Linked DNA regions of Zea mays: region 2 is linked to region 1. Evidence: chromatin contacts called from public Hi-C data. All regions are on one chromosome and are shown on one strand. Each heading gives the region's core, a stretch centred on a gene start, on an enhancer-like site or on the middle of the called end of the contact. The rest is flanking DNA. Distances are from core to core; before and after follow the strand shown.

Region 1 (7,150 bases), core at 2,582-5,081:
TCCTTTTTTTTCCGAAACGCAGGAGGACTACGTGACATTATATTAAGAGGAGAAAAAGGGTCCTAACGGACCAGTACAAAACTAGAGGCCTCCTTACTGCGGCCACCAACAAGCGTACAAAAACTCATCCATGACTAACTACACCAAAGAAAAACGACCAAAGCCTAGACTCCAACAGATGAGAGCAGTGATTCTGCTCCACCATCTAATATGTTTTTCTTCGCATCTGTTATTTTGGCACAAGTTTTTTTGGTTCTCAGAAAGAAACAGTTTGAAAAGGTTCAATTGTACGAAATGAATTTCTAGATCCTGGGATTTCTTACCATCAAGTGAGAAAAAGCCTCGATTTCTGGAATTCCTTATTTCTATCTCATGCAAAAGAAGAGGATCCAAGGCAAAAACGAGAACAATAAAAGGAAGAGTCGTCAGCTTCTGGAACAAGACTTTGTAGACCCAATTTAGAGAATAAGAGAAACCAGATTTCTCTAGTGAAGATGCAAGTAGCCAGACAGTGTTGAATTGTCTCCACAGCCTGATCAGAAAGTGGGCAAGAATTAGGGTGGGACAGTCCTCTTTTTGCAAGCAGCTGAGTATTCTCCTGAAACTAAGAGGCGCTAGATATGTGGATCCTCCATGCCTGATTGCACGGGTTACTTGTGCTATCTGTTTTCTATCCTTTGCTTGCTGCTGCAGTGCTGCTTTCACTATAGTAAAAATTCTTGCACAGCAGTCAGAGGCATTATGACAATATAACTGCATTCTGCCTTCTAGGAATGGAAATTCCAAGTAAATGCACAAATGGTGGACTCAATCCACCCACCTAGCACTGTCACAAATAATAAGAGCATGGTCATTATTCACTATTGAGGACACATTAACCTTTGCCTTTTTGCAGACATCAACCTGTCTTGGCCCGACTTGCAAATTGGGAAGGTATTAAAAAGGTTTGACTCCATACCCTGCAATATTTCTTGGTATCAAACTGTTTATATAGTATTTACATTTTTTATAAACCTAAACCTCTTTAATTTTTTTTAAAAAAAAGGTTCCATGCCCTCTTGATTAGTCTTGTGGTTTGCTAGTCTGTGTTATGAAAAGGGTAATCTTCAAGATGCCAATTGTTTGACTAATTATGTAGCCTTTTGAATTCTTAGATTAGAGTAATTTGTTGTTTCTATTGATGGGCTCTTGATGACTGTATGATATCACACTGTTCATTTTTCTTCTCTCTCTAATTTGGCAGTCACGATCTATCCGAGAGTTTGACCACCATGCTACTTGTGTTGTCTCAAGATATGAGGTACCCTCTATCATTTGCTTTTATGGCAATCACTTCTCTATTATAAACAAATAATATTTCAAGTACTGCTGTAACGGCTGATATTGTTGAAAATTTTGAATATATCTGATCGTGTGCAGTGATCTTTTTCCCCCTTGCAGACAGTGGATACTTACTATCGCCGGTGCAGTAGTGCTAGTTACGTCGGAAATGTGTCAGTTCCCTTGCTTTGTATCAATGCTTTGGATGATCCTCTTTGCACAAGGGAGGCTATTCCTTGGGATGAATGCAGGTGAATTTTTCTTGTGGAACTCATGCTCCTCATTTCTGAACAGTTCTGTCTATGTATTAATCTTTAATTCATCACTAGGATCTTTATTTGATTTATGGCCCATAAGAATGTATTAATCAGAAGCGTCTTGATTTGATTTAGGGCCAATAAGAACATTGTTTTAGCAACTACTCCAAATGGTGGTCATCTTGCATTCTTTCAAGGACTAACTGCGCGGAGACTATGGTATGTCTTCTATAAATCAGAAAGTTACATGCTGTCAACATTCAGTATTACAGCACATATATCTTCTGTTAATGGATAATCTGAATTTGATGTCATCTGATATATTTTGTAGGTGGGTTGGAGCTACTTCTGAGTTCCTTTCTGCTCTTCATGACAGCTCCTACATGCATAGGCAGAAGGTGTGCAGGACACTAATTCATCAATGAAATTTGCCTTCTTGAATGCTGATCTTTTCTGTATGTTCACTAAAATATTTCATCTCATGATTAAATACAGGCAAATGATCATGTTTTGCTCTCGTCTTTGGAATCCTCCATTGATAAGAGTCCGTATGTTAATCTCATGGAAGATGGAATGGTAGCTGCGGTAACAAAAGATGGCCCTAGCAATGACGGGTCACCTTTGAACCATGCAGCTGATGAACAATTAAGTAACGAGGCGGGCGGTGGACAACAGAATGTGGTATCTGCATTGAACCATAATGAAAACTCCATTGGAGTGGGAAACGACAGCCCTGCAGAGCCAGTAAAACAGCAAGGTGATGACATCCACAGCAATAAGCTTCATGAGATAATTGCTCCTGTCAAGAGATCTATGAGCCAACTGACTCGATACCAAGGGAGGTCAGTCTGGTTGCTTGCCTACATTGCTTTTGTAACATCCTGGCCGCTGCTTGGCTCCCTAGCTTTCATCACCTTCCGGAAAAAGTCCAGGAATCCGTTGCGAGCTAAATGAATCATACTTATATTATGTTATTACAATTACATCATGCAACATCCTCTGAGCTACGAAGGCCATTTTTCCCCGGGTCGTCACAGCTCCTGTGTACAGTATCATCACCGATCATCAGCAAACATTGGGGGCGCCTGGATAAACTGATACTTTGTAATTTGTATTGTATTTACAACAAAATAATACGCAGGATAAGCATCTGTGTAATTTTACTCGGTAAATCTGGCTGGATTTGCTGTTTGGCATCTGTCGAGCTTAACATTATTTTTAATCCAAAGGATGCGAAACGTGTGGTGAATGAACGGTAAAAACTATCAGATAGTTGAGGCGGGAATTTTAATTTTAATTTATTACTACTTTTTTGTTGGTGGGTGGAAAGAGCAGTACCTTTTGATGTGGCGACGGCATTACGGTCACAGCGACCATTTCAAATCTGCAATGATCTAGTAAATCTTTGCGGCTTGGTACGTGCACGTTTCCGTGCCACTGGAATCTCTCTCAGCTTTTCCCTATTTCACTTTGGTGCTCTGGCTTGCACGCATGTGTGCCCTGGATTCATAGGGCTAGTGTGACAATCCTATTTTTCCAAAGAATTTTAATAAATAGGTTCATTTTCAATAAAAATCTCTTGAAAAAATAAAGTTCTTAGACTAGCTCTAAGATATTAACTCTTCCCCTGTGACGATTGACCTTGAGTTTTGAATAAGTTTCGGAGATCAACTTGACCACTCTTTGCAGGATAAGTCTCATATTTATTTGTGGGTTACGCAAGTCAGTTGGACTTTCTCTAGACAGTTGCTCACCTGCTAATTCGCTGTCTTCCTCTAAGATATTGCTTCACCCTTGCAATTTGCACTACATTTCAGAATGTTATCAAATTCTGTGGTCAACCACAATCCGTGGTGGAAATTGTCTTGCTCTCGATAATAATAAAAGAGGCCCACGACGCTGACACCATAGCTCCTCGAATTGTCAAGTGTACTACTGCACGTTGCGTTTCGCAAAGTCTTCAAGCGAGAGAGAGGATGGCCGACCCTATTTTAAGTAGAGGAGGGGGTGGGGCCACTGGACACTGGCCACCCGGTACTGATTTGGACTGCTGGAGGAGCAGAGCCCCGGTGTTCTCTGTGTGGATCTGTTTTGTTTTTTTCCCTGTGTGACCTCACTGGTGATGTCAAAAGGATGCGCGTGTGGTTCTTCTAGGGCCGTGCCATTGTGGCGCGCGTGTGTCGTCGTCAGGACTGGATTGCGTGATCTGCACCGTTGCATTCGCAGCCTTAGGCTGCGCCCAGCGGTGAACGCTAGGCATCTCCTCCCCTTTTATGGCGCCTGCATGTGACACTTTATGACCCCAGCGCTGTCCCTACAGTGTCCCTAAGCGCCGGCTCCATCATCTCTCCCCCCAGATATAGCGTGTCACTGTTTATCCACCAACACTGTGCTGTAGGTCCACGAGTAATTGTTAGTAGATAAAAAATTGATAATAGATATAGAAAATGATATTTTATAGTTGTAGTGGGGTATAGAGGGAGTATTTAGGGGGAATCGCTGCGGGAGATGAAAAAATAGGGGTAAAATGTTGATGATGTGACCAAAAAAAGTGATATAGAGGGAAAAATTTAGGGGTAACGCTTGCGGATAGCCTTAGACTATCTAGAGCATATTACCTATCACACTTCTTATTTCACTCTTTATTTTAAGTTTCACACTGTATACAATATCGTCTAAATATAAAATAGTATTTTGCACGTCTATTTACACGGTCTTCTAAGCCTTAGACTAGCTGCACCATCGTAGCCTCCTCCCCTCGCACGGTAGCTCCCGTAGGGGCTACGCTTGCCCACTAAGTGCCGCAACGTGGTCCTCTAAATGGGGTACAGTATAAGGGGACCACGTCCTCTCTCCTAAGATCTAGGGGCAACTCTAAACACAATTAGCTATTGTTTTGTGTGCACGTGAGATATAGGAAATTGTATTTTATGATTGTAGTGAGGTATATGAAAAATTTAGGGAGAACCGGTGCGGGAGAGAGAAAAGTAAGGATATAATCTAGATGACGTGACACAAAAGTGGAGTATAACGGTGAAATTTAGGAGAAACCGTTGCAGACAATCTCCAACTCTAGCTGTCGAAAACTTCATTATTAAGGATTAAGAGTTATTTAAGATTTTCCACCAACTTTATTTCACACACTCTGCTATAGAGCAACTTTTTTTAAAAAACCTAGAGTTTTATAAGACCTCTTAGATACTGTTCTAGTCTTTTTTTTTCCTAAAACAGAGTTTATCAAGATACATTTATGAGAATGTTTAGTTCTACCAACTAAAGTTTTATAAAAATAATTACACAAATGAAGACTAAAAGTGAGACAAATTTATTAAACCTAACTAAGATTATATTTAATACTCATAAATGATATTCAAACATCATGAACTAAACTTTAGTTAGAGAAACCAAACAACCCCTATATTTTGTAGACTAGAGTGAAAAAGTAAAGCAAACAATTACAAACAAACTCTAAATTCTCTCATGTGCCTAAGAGAGGAGTAGCATGCATGGCAAGCGTTCATGAGGATGAGAGTTGATTTAGTGACCACCGATTGCAATAAACTAGTGCTTTGTCAAGCAGAATTAGCATAATGCTATTGATTATTAATGACTTTTAAGGTGTAATTTTAACTATGATATATTAAAATATAGTTCTGGTATCTATGTATAAAGGATCTTAGCTCGTTATTTTATCCACTATAAAATGAAGAATCAAGGAGTATACCTTCGCAATTAAGAGGAGTCGTCATGGAAAGGTGACTTCGATGGTCGATGTAGTTAGCAGTGGTGGTGGCCTTCCCTCTGTTTCCGCGCGGAGATAGATTTATCTCGTTAGTGTGTGTATGGGCGAGATTGTTGCGTCCCAGATTAGGTTATGAGAGAGATGTTTGGCTCGGTTCTACGACCCAGTCCAACCGAGCCCAAATAATATTAACCCAACATTTCCACAATGATATCATGCTTATTCGCATATATTTAGAACTTAATTTCTTAACTGCTTAATCTATTAGCTTACAATTTCTACTCCTCAATAGATCAATACACCAAAACTAAAGTGTTATAGTAATCAGTCATGCGCTCCTGAACTCAATAACTATAGTACACATTTTTATCTCAAAGCAAATACTTGCCATTGAGGGAGATGGTTGCATTGATGAGCCCTTAATCTAGAATCATAGTTGATCCATTAAATCCATATTGGCTACGTGTTTTTTAAATATGTTGGATGGAAGCTGAAAGGATCATGATGCCCAAGAGAGGGGGTGGGGTGAATTGGGCTTTTCTAAAATTCTTACAAAATATTAAACCTAAACAAGAGCCCAATTTCACCCAATATACTAGCAAAAGGTAAAAGTATGAAATGGAGAACAACCCTAAGTCATTATGGCAAATACTAGCAAAGCAAATACACAAAGTAAAATGCGGAAAGTAAAGTAGGGACAAGAAGACTCCTCCATTTTTTCCGAGATATCGAAGAGTCGGCACTCTCCACTATTCCTCGTTGGAGCACCCGCACAAGGGTATCGCTCCCCTTTGGTCCTTGCAAGAACCAAGTGCTCACTATGAGATCATCCTTTGTCTCTTCGGCGCGGTGGATCCCTCCCGATCACGTACAATCATCGAGTCAGGTCACCAACAAATCCTGTGGGGTGATCACCGAGCTCCTGATCGCCACCAAGCCATCTAGGTGATGCCGATCACCAAGAGTAATAAGCCATAGACTTTCACTTGACCAAGAAAAGCATAATGCATGCGGTGTGCGCTCTAGGTGGCTCTCATACGCACTAATGAGGTCCTAACATGGGATTATGATTTTGCTAATCATCTCACTAGGCTTTATGGACTTGCAATGCTCTAGCAAGAAATTATAGGTGGTTGGGGCAGCAAGACACTTATTATGGCTGATGGAGGGGTATAAATACCCCACCCATCAAAAACTAGCTGTTGCAACAAACTCTGCGCATGGGCACACTGGACAGTCCGATGCACCAACTGTGCACTACCAACTTCTAGTTCTGACAACTAGCCATTGTTGTTGAGTTGCACCGGACACATCATAGTACCAGTTCGGTGCACACCACACAGTCTGGTGATGGGCTAAAAATCAACTGTTCGAACAGTGCGTTCTCGGGTTTCTGTTCACTCAGGGTTCGCTTCTCGGGCACTATCGGGCCTGCTGTCCAGGGGGACCACCGGACAGTCCGGTGCCCCTAAGACAACAACACCTTTTATTTTCTTAAGATTATCTAAACTATTTTTGATTCTAACTTGTGAGTGAGTTCTAGAGTGACACCTAGCACTAGTTGTGAGTGTGAACATGCACCAACACTACACTAGTTATCTCTTGGTCAAACTAATCATCCACAACCCCTCTTTATAGTACGACTAAAATAAAAATAGAAGTCCTAACTCTATACCAAGCGTTCCATAACTCCTTCGACACTTAGGATATAAATACCTTCATCTTTTGATTCGCCTTTTTCAGCCGTCGCTTCAAGTTCTAATCTGAGGAATTGTTTTCACGGTTGTAACACAACTTCCTGCATTGTACCTAACTTACCATTTGCTCTACA
Region 2 (7,148 bases), core at 171-2,670, 230 kb before region 1:
ATAACCTGGAGGCCCATAACTTTTATCCATTGCCAAACAGCGAGGGTAGAGCTTGCGATAGTTATGACCAGCAGCTGCCATAACTCAACGGAAATGGACCAAAATAGCACGCAGTCATCAGTGTGTAAAAAAAAAAGCACATCAGTCGTGAAAGTTACGACCAGCTTTTATGGCAGGCAAACGATACAGCTAGCATGACTCACGAGTGAGAGATACGGAGAGAGATCAAATCGCGGAGCGCGTGGGGGCGGGAGCGTAGGAGGAGGCGTCCTCCGCTCCTCAAGCAGCGCCGGGCGCTTCACCACGGAGGCCAGGCTCTTCTCCTCCTCCCGCTGCGACACCGCCACCCTCGGCGGCACCGGCACGGTGGGGTTAGCGCTTCGGCGTTCGGTAGTCGTCGCGGTCTGCTGCTGCCGCGGCGGGCGGGGGCGCGAGGCGTGCGGACCTAGGAACGACGGGTAGCACCAGTCCCGGTCAAGCACGCCGCCGTTGGGTGCCGCGTAGGAGGGGTCGTCCACGGCGACGGTGAGCCGCCGCGGCGCCGAGGACGCCCCCGCCGCTGACGCCGTATACGGCGGGAGGGGCGCCGTGGAGGAGCGGCGAACGAGGATGCTGTCCCTTAGACCGCCTCCGCCGCTTCCGCCTCCTCCTCCTGCTACCCTATCAGCGGCCAATATGGAGGCTGCAACAGAACCAGAGATGGTGCGCGACTTGGTGAGCTGCGGCCGCGGCGGGCGCGGGTCAGGGTTCGCCCCGTCCCCGGACCTTGGATCAGGGCTCGGACTCTGCGCCTCGCTGCCACCATCGCTCTCCGCCATTAGCACTAGCAGCGAGCTCGAGCTCCCCTCCCCTCGTGGTAATAATAAACCACACCCAAATGGCCCTTTAACCCTGCGATGATTACATACCCGCCCCCACTAACCCCACTTCACCAGCGACTCTGACCCGCGGGCCACCTCTTAGCGTCCCTACCTGTAAGACACACCCACCGCGCGATGCGGAGCCGTTTGGCCTTTAGCTAATGGAGGCACACGTAACTGTAAACCGCTACAGCAAGTCGAGATCAAGCAGGGAACGGCCGAAGCCGAACAGGAGGAGGCACAACCAGGCGGCACGGCAGCGCGGCGATCGCACGGGAGTCACGTGCGCGGCCGCAAAGGCGGCCGATCGCGTGATCGCCCGTGCCGCTCTGCGCCTCTGCCCCATCGAACACCCACTTGGTCCTACACTCCTACCGGCCTATCTCCACAGTCCGTCAGTCCCTGCGGGATCCACGGCCACAGCACAAGATCTTCGCGCCGCTGTTGTTCAGCCGGCGAGCATCCAGATACCACCGGAGTACCGCACCACGGTGGGGGCGGGAGGGAAGCCGATGTGACCGTTGTTTAGACGGATTGTGGTTACAAATAATCATGCCGACATATTACATTACAAACAGCATGCACGTTATTAAAGGTGTCAATGGAGAGCCGATATCCATTAACTCATTAGGAATTCTTTTATAAGGGTAAGTTTAGAAACCCCATTTTTTAAGATTTTTATTTTTTAAAAGAGATATTAGTTTATTTCTCTTGTAAAAATGGGAATTTCTTGGAAAAAAGAGTTGGGTATGTGGGTATGGGTACGGGAAATCAGAATTCAAACCCGATTAGTCATGGGTAATATTTACCTAGTAAAATAAGTGTGCATCCCAATAGTAAATAAACTCAACAACTAACTCTATTTCTACCAATCTTTTAGGTAGTGTTTGGTTAAGCATCGTCGACCCGTTGTTTTTGTTGTTTTGCATAGTTAGACAATGTTTTCTTGTTACATGTTAGATTTATGTGATGTATTGTTGTTGGGTGTCGTGTGGCTATTAATGTCATATAAAATACTAGGTGAGTACCCGTGCGTTGCAACGGGGACATATAATAACATGATAATTGTCAGTGTTTTGGGTCCGACCGCACACCCGGGGTTGCCCCTCAAGGTGTTTTTAGGAGTAGGACGGTGTTGCCGACTGTAGCTAAATGGTTCGTGCTGGACGCACGAGGAAAAATGGATAGTGGTTTACAGGTTCGGGCCGCTTTGACATGCGTAACACCCTACGTTCTGGCGAGAGTGTTTTACTTGGTGGGTTACAAGAGAGTTCTCTGACCCTGAGAGCGCAGAGAATTGGGTGGGTGGCTAGTAGTGAGTTCGATCGTTCTGAAGGGGTGCCCCCTAGGCCTTATATATTCGACCGTGGGGCAATACATGCAGATATGATAACAATGTGCACCTAAGAAATAGTGGACTGATTGAGTCTATCTTCCTATAGTTCCGCCGACTCATCCTCGCTTGGTTTCGCTGTACGGGGTTCCAGCGCGGGAAGGTCGGGTCTCTGTTGTGATTACTCGCTCGAAGTCGTTGGGCCGTCTGGATTCGCGTCGGTTCGGCCTTGTGTCAATCCGCTTCACTGGTCATTCCTCCCCAGGCCCACGAAGGGATGACCTTACGATTTATTGGGCCCTTGGGCCTTTCGTGAGGTCTTTATCCTTCCAGTGGACCCAGGGGATATCTGTCCCCCACAAGCCCTCGATCTTTGGGTTGATTTTGAAATAATCGGCCCAAAGATCCTAGGTCCAGCTTGCGATCTTTGTTTGTGACAGGAAATGTTTCTCTGGGTAATCCGATAGAAACGATTCCTTACTGTCTCCTTCTGCTCTTATCACTCGAAAATTGGTGTTCTGTCCCAGACTCGCGCTTCGGAGGTCAGCATTCCGTACTGTAGGACCTTGAACTTCATTGGGTGCACCTTTGGTGCACCCAATGGGTGTAGCCCCCGAGCTTCGAGTGGATTTCTGAAAATAATCCACTCGAAGGTCTTCACTTCGAGTATTATCAGAAATCATTTTTATTTTCCACTTGTACTTTGTTGGAGGTCTGCCTTGTTTTGATTTTGCCCTATGCTTTAGAGGTCAGCATTGTCTTGATTTAAGATGACGATTCATTGGGTGCGCCGAAGGTGCACCCAATGGGTGTAGCCCCCGAGCTTCGAGTGGATTTTTTAAAATAATCCACTCGAAGGTCTTCATTTTGTGCTCTTTTGCTGAGAATCATCCTCTCTTTTTGTCGAATGCCTTAGAGGTCGACATTATATCCTTGATATTATGCTTTAGAGATCAGCGTGTATTTTGTCTTTGAGGCCGAGTTCATGATCTGCCCATATCTTGCTAGGTGGTGCAATTTATTTGATCTGCAACTGATTGGACGTTCGATAGACGTCCCCTGGCTAGTCTTCATGTCGCTTCTGTCGATCAGACTTGTACTTCACCGGCTATGTTTGGTTTTCCTTTAATCCTTGCTGATATCTCCCTTTTGTCTTGAGGTATTCATTGCACGCACTGCTCGGATGTGACAGTTTTGAAAAAATATACTGATAATTCCTGGGCATCCCCCCAATGGGTGTAGGCAAGGGACGACTTGGTACGCTGAGTATTTAGTGAGAGCACCTAGAGGGGGGGTGAATAGGTGATCCTGTGAAACTTAAACTTATAGCCACAAAAACTCGTTAAGTGTTAGCACAATAATCGCCAAGTGGCTAGAGATGAGTCTCAACAAAACACAATACCACAAAAGATCAACACAGAGAAGACACAGTGGTTTATCCCGTGGTTCGGCCAAGTACAAAACTTGCCTACTCCACGTTGTGGCGTCCCAACGGACGAGAGTTGCACTCAACTCCTCTCAAGTGATCCAATGATCAACTTGAATACCACAGTGTTATGCTTTTCCTTTCAATATCCCGTTTGCGAGGAATCTCCACAACTTGGAGTCTCTCGCCCTTACACTTGAGATTCACAAGGAAATACGGAGTAAGGGAGGGAAGCAACACACACAAATCCACAGCAAAATGCGCACACACACGACCAAGAATCGAGCTCAAAAGACTATCTCAAAGTTCTCACTAGAACGGAGCTCGAATCACTGAGAATGACAAACGGATGCGCAAAGACTGAGTGTGGATGATCAAGAATGCTCTAAGGTTGCTTGGTGTCTTTCTCCATGCGCCTAGGGGTCCCTTTTATAGCCCCAAGGCAGCTAGGAGCCGTTGAGAACAAATCTGGAAGGCCATCCTTGCCTTCTGTCATCGGGCGCACCGGACAGTCCGGTGCACACCGGACAGTGTCCGGTGCCCGATTCCTTTCCTTAAATGGCGAAGCCGACCGTTGCAGATCTGGGAGCGGTTGGCGCACCGGACATGTCCGGTGCACACCGGACAGTCCGGTGCCCCCTTCCGACCGTTGGCTTGGCCACGTGTCGCGCGCAGAATCCGCGGTCGACCGTTGGCCCGGCCGACCGTTGGCTCACCGGACAGTCCGGTGCACACCGGACAGTCCGGTGCACACCGGACAGTCCGGTGAATTTTAGCCGTACGCCGTCAGCAAATTCCCGAGAGCGGCCTCTTCGGCTGAGGCAGCCTGGCGCACCGGACACTGTCCGGTGCACCACCGGACAGTCCGGTGCTCCAGACCGAAGCAGCCTGCTGGCTGTACACAGCCAACTCTTTTCTTTTCTTTTTCTTCCTGTTTCCAATACTTAGACAAGTATATTAGTACACAAAACCAATGTACTAAGACCAAGAAACATACCTTTGCTCTTGATTTGCACTTTATTCATCCATGGCATAAATTCACATTTAAGCACTTGAGTTGGCACTCAATCACCAAAATACTTAGAAATGGCCCAAGGGCACATTTCCCTTTCAATCTCCCCCTTTTTGGTGATTTATGCCAACACAACATAAAGCAACTAGAACAAGTGCAAAATCACTTCAAATAAAACTCAAATTGATTTTGATTCAATTTTGGCATATATGGATCATCCTTTGCCACCACTTGGTTTGTTTTTGCAAATCAAACTCAAATCTCTATCTCCAAGTCAAACACACATGTTGAAGCATAAAGAGAGTCATTCCAAAAGAGATTGATCAAAAGATTTCAAAAACTCCCCCTATTTCCTATAATCAACACTTCTCCCCACAAGAAGCCAACTTTTGACAAGAGAGACAATAAAAAAGTTTGACAAAACAAAACAAAAACTCTATTCTACTATTTTCAAAATCTCTCAAGTGGTAGCTGATCCATTTATCGCTTTGGCCTTTATTTTCTCCCCCTTTGGCATCAAGCACCAAAACGGGATCAATCTTGGCCCTTTAACCCCATTGCCTCACCAAAATCTTCAATAAGAATACAAAGAGGCAATAAGAGTCTAAAGATGAACTTGGAATAAGTTACCCTCTCATCGGAGTGCAGTGGAAGTCTTTCATGGTCCAAGTCCACCTTTTCCCTTTCAATCCTCCTTCGAGACTAAATCATCAAACTCAAGCACATGGTTAGTCTCAAAGGGTCAAGTTGTAACACATCTCCCCCTAAACATGTGCATCACTTTGCAACGGACTTGTGAGGTCCAGGGAGTGTTTGTACAGCTTGAGCACCATAATAAGCAACAAAATGCAAAAAGGAACATGATCAAAAGCATAAATACATGTATGCTACAATTCAATCCAGGTTCCGCGAATCTAAGACATTTAGCTCACTACGCAACCTGCAAAAGGTCTTCTCATCTAGAGGCTTAGTGAAGATATCGGCTAGCTGGTTCTCGGTGCTAACATGAAACACTTCGATATCTCCCTTTTGCTGGTGGTCTCTCAAAAAGTGATGCCGGATGTCTATGTGCTTTGTGCGGCTGTGCTCAACAGGATTCTCCGCCATGCGGATAGCACTCTCATTATCACATAGGAGTGGGACTTTGCTCAGATTGTAGCCAAAGTCCCGGAGGGTTTGCCTCATCCAAAGCAGTTGTGCGCAACACTGACCTGCGGCAACGTACTCGGCCTCAGCGGTGGATAGGGCAACGGAGGTTTGTTTCTTAGAGTTCCATGACACCAGGGACCTTCCTAAGAATTGGCACGTCCCCGATGTACTCTTCCTATCGACCTTACATCCAGCATAGTCGGAGTCTGAGTATCCAACTAAGTCAAAGGTAGACCCCTTTGGATACCAGAGCCCGAAGCAAGGCGTAGCAACCAAATATCTAAGAATTCGCTTCACCGCCACTAGGTGACACTCCTTAGGATCGGATTGAAATCTAGCACACATGCATACGCTAAGCATAATGTCTGGTCTACTTGCACATAAATAAAGTAAAGACCCTATCATTGACTGGTATGCTTTTTGATCAACGGACTTACCTCCTTTGTTGAGGTTGGTGTGTCCGTCGGTTCCCATCGGCGTCTTTGCGGGCTTGGCGTCCTTCATCCCAAACCGCTTTAGCAGATCTTTCGTGTACTTTGTTTGGGAGATCATCCCATACGCTTCATCACCCTGCTAAACTCTTCACAAGACTTTTGGTTAGTAGAACCAAATATTATGTCATCGACATAAATTTGGCACACAAACAAATCACCATCACATGTCTTAGTGAACAGAGTTGGATCGGCTTTCCCAACCTTGAAAGCATTAGCAAGTAAAAAGTCTCTAAGGCATTCATACCATGCTCTTGGGGCTTGCTTAAGTCCATAGAGCGCCTTAGAGAGCTTACACACATGGTCGGGGAACCGATCATCCTCGAAGCCAGGGGGTTGCTCTACGTACACCTCCTCCTTGATCGGCCCGTTGAGGAAAGCGCTCTTCACATCCATTTGGTACAACCTGAAAGAATGGTGAGCGGCATATGCTAGCAAGATTCGAATTGACTCTAGCCTAGCCACAGGAGCAAAAGTCTCCTCGAAATCCAAACCTGCGACTTGGGCATAACCTTTTGCCACAAGTCGAGCCTTGTTTCTCGTCACCACCCCGTGCTCGTCCTGTTTGTTGCGGAACACCCACTTGGTTCCCACAACATTTTGCTTGGGACGAGGCACCAGTGTCCAAACTTCATTGCGCTTGAAATTGTTGAGTTCCTCCTGCATAGCCAACACCCAGTCCGGATCTAGCAAGGCCTCCTCTACCCTGAAAGGCTCAATAGAAGAGACAAAGGAGTAATGCTCACAAAAATTAACTAATCTAGATCGAGTAGTAACTCCCTTACTAATGTCACCCAAAATTTGGTCGACAGGATGATCCCTTTGAATCACCGCTCGGACTTGGGTTGGAGGTGCCGGTTGCGCATCTTCCTCCATC

Evidence for each region. A called contact is a pair of places that touch in the nucleus more often than the background predicts.
Region 2: a contact with region 1 is called in a Hi-C map of leaf, with 2.1 times the contacts expected there. The contact joins the promoter of LOC732770 here to the enhancer-like site in region 1. A contact is called at or near these places in 6 of 25 Hi-C or Micro-C datasets (bundle sheath, endosperm, leaf and 2 more).

The regions. Positions count from the first base shown.
Region 1 is chr3:179,256,127-179,263,276 of Zm-B73-REFERENCE-NAM-5.0, reverse strand. It overlaps LOC100285416 (embryogenesis-associated protein EMB8), which reads left to right. Exons shown (of 14, transcript NM_001158309.1): 9 at 896-944; 10 at 1,244-1,300; 11 at 1,441-1,571; 12 at 1,713-1,796; 13 at 1,909-1,975; 14 at 2,073-2,823. The coding sequence ends at 2,531. Among protein-coding and RNA genes, the nearest start is that of LOC100285416, 14 kb to the left of the region's middle. Within about 2 kb of position 3,831, at least 20 of the 20 cell types and tissues checked have an H3K27ac peak or open chromatin away from gene starts, as enhancers often do. A contact at or near this core is called in bundle sheath, endosperm, leaf and 1 more, where this site is marked.
Region 2 is chr3:179,485,578-179,492,725 of Zm-B73-REFERENCE-NAM-5.0, reverse strand. It overlaps LOC732770 (probable ion channel POLLUX), which reads right to left and starts at 1,420. Exons shown (of 12, transcript XM_008676553.4): 1 at 204-1,420; 2 at 6-74. The coding sequence starts at 818.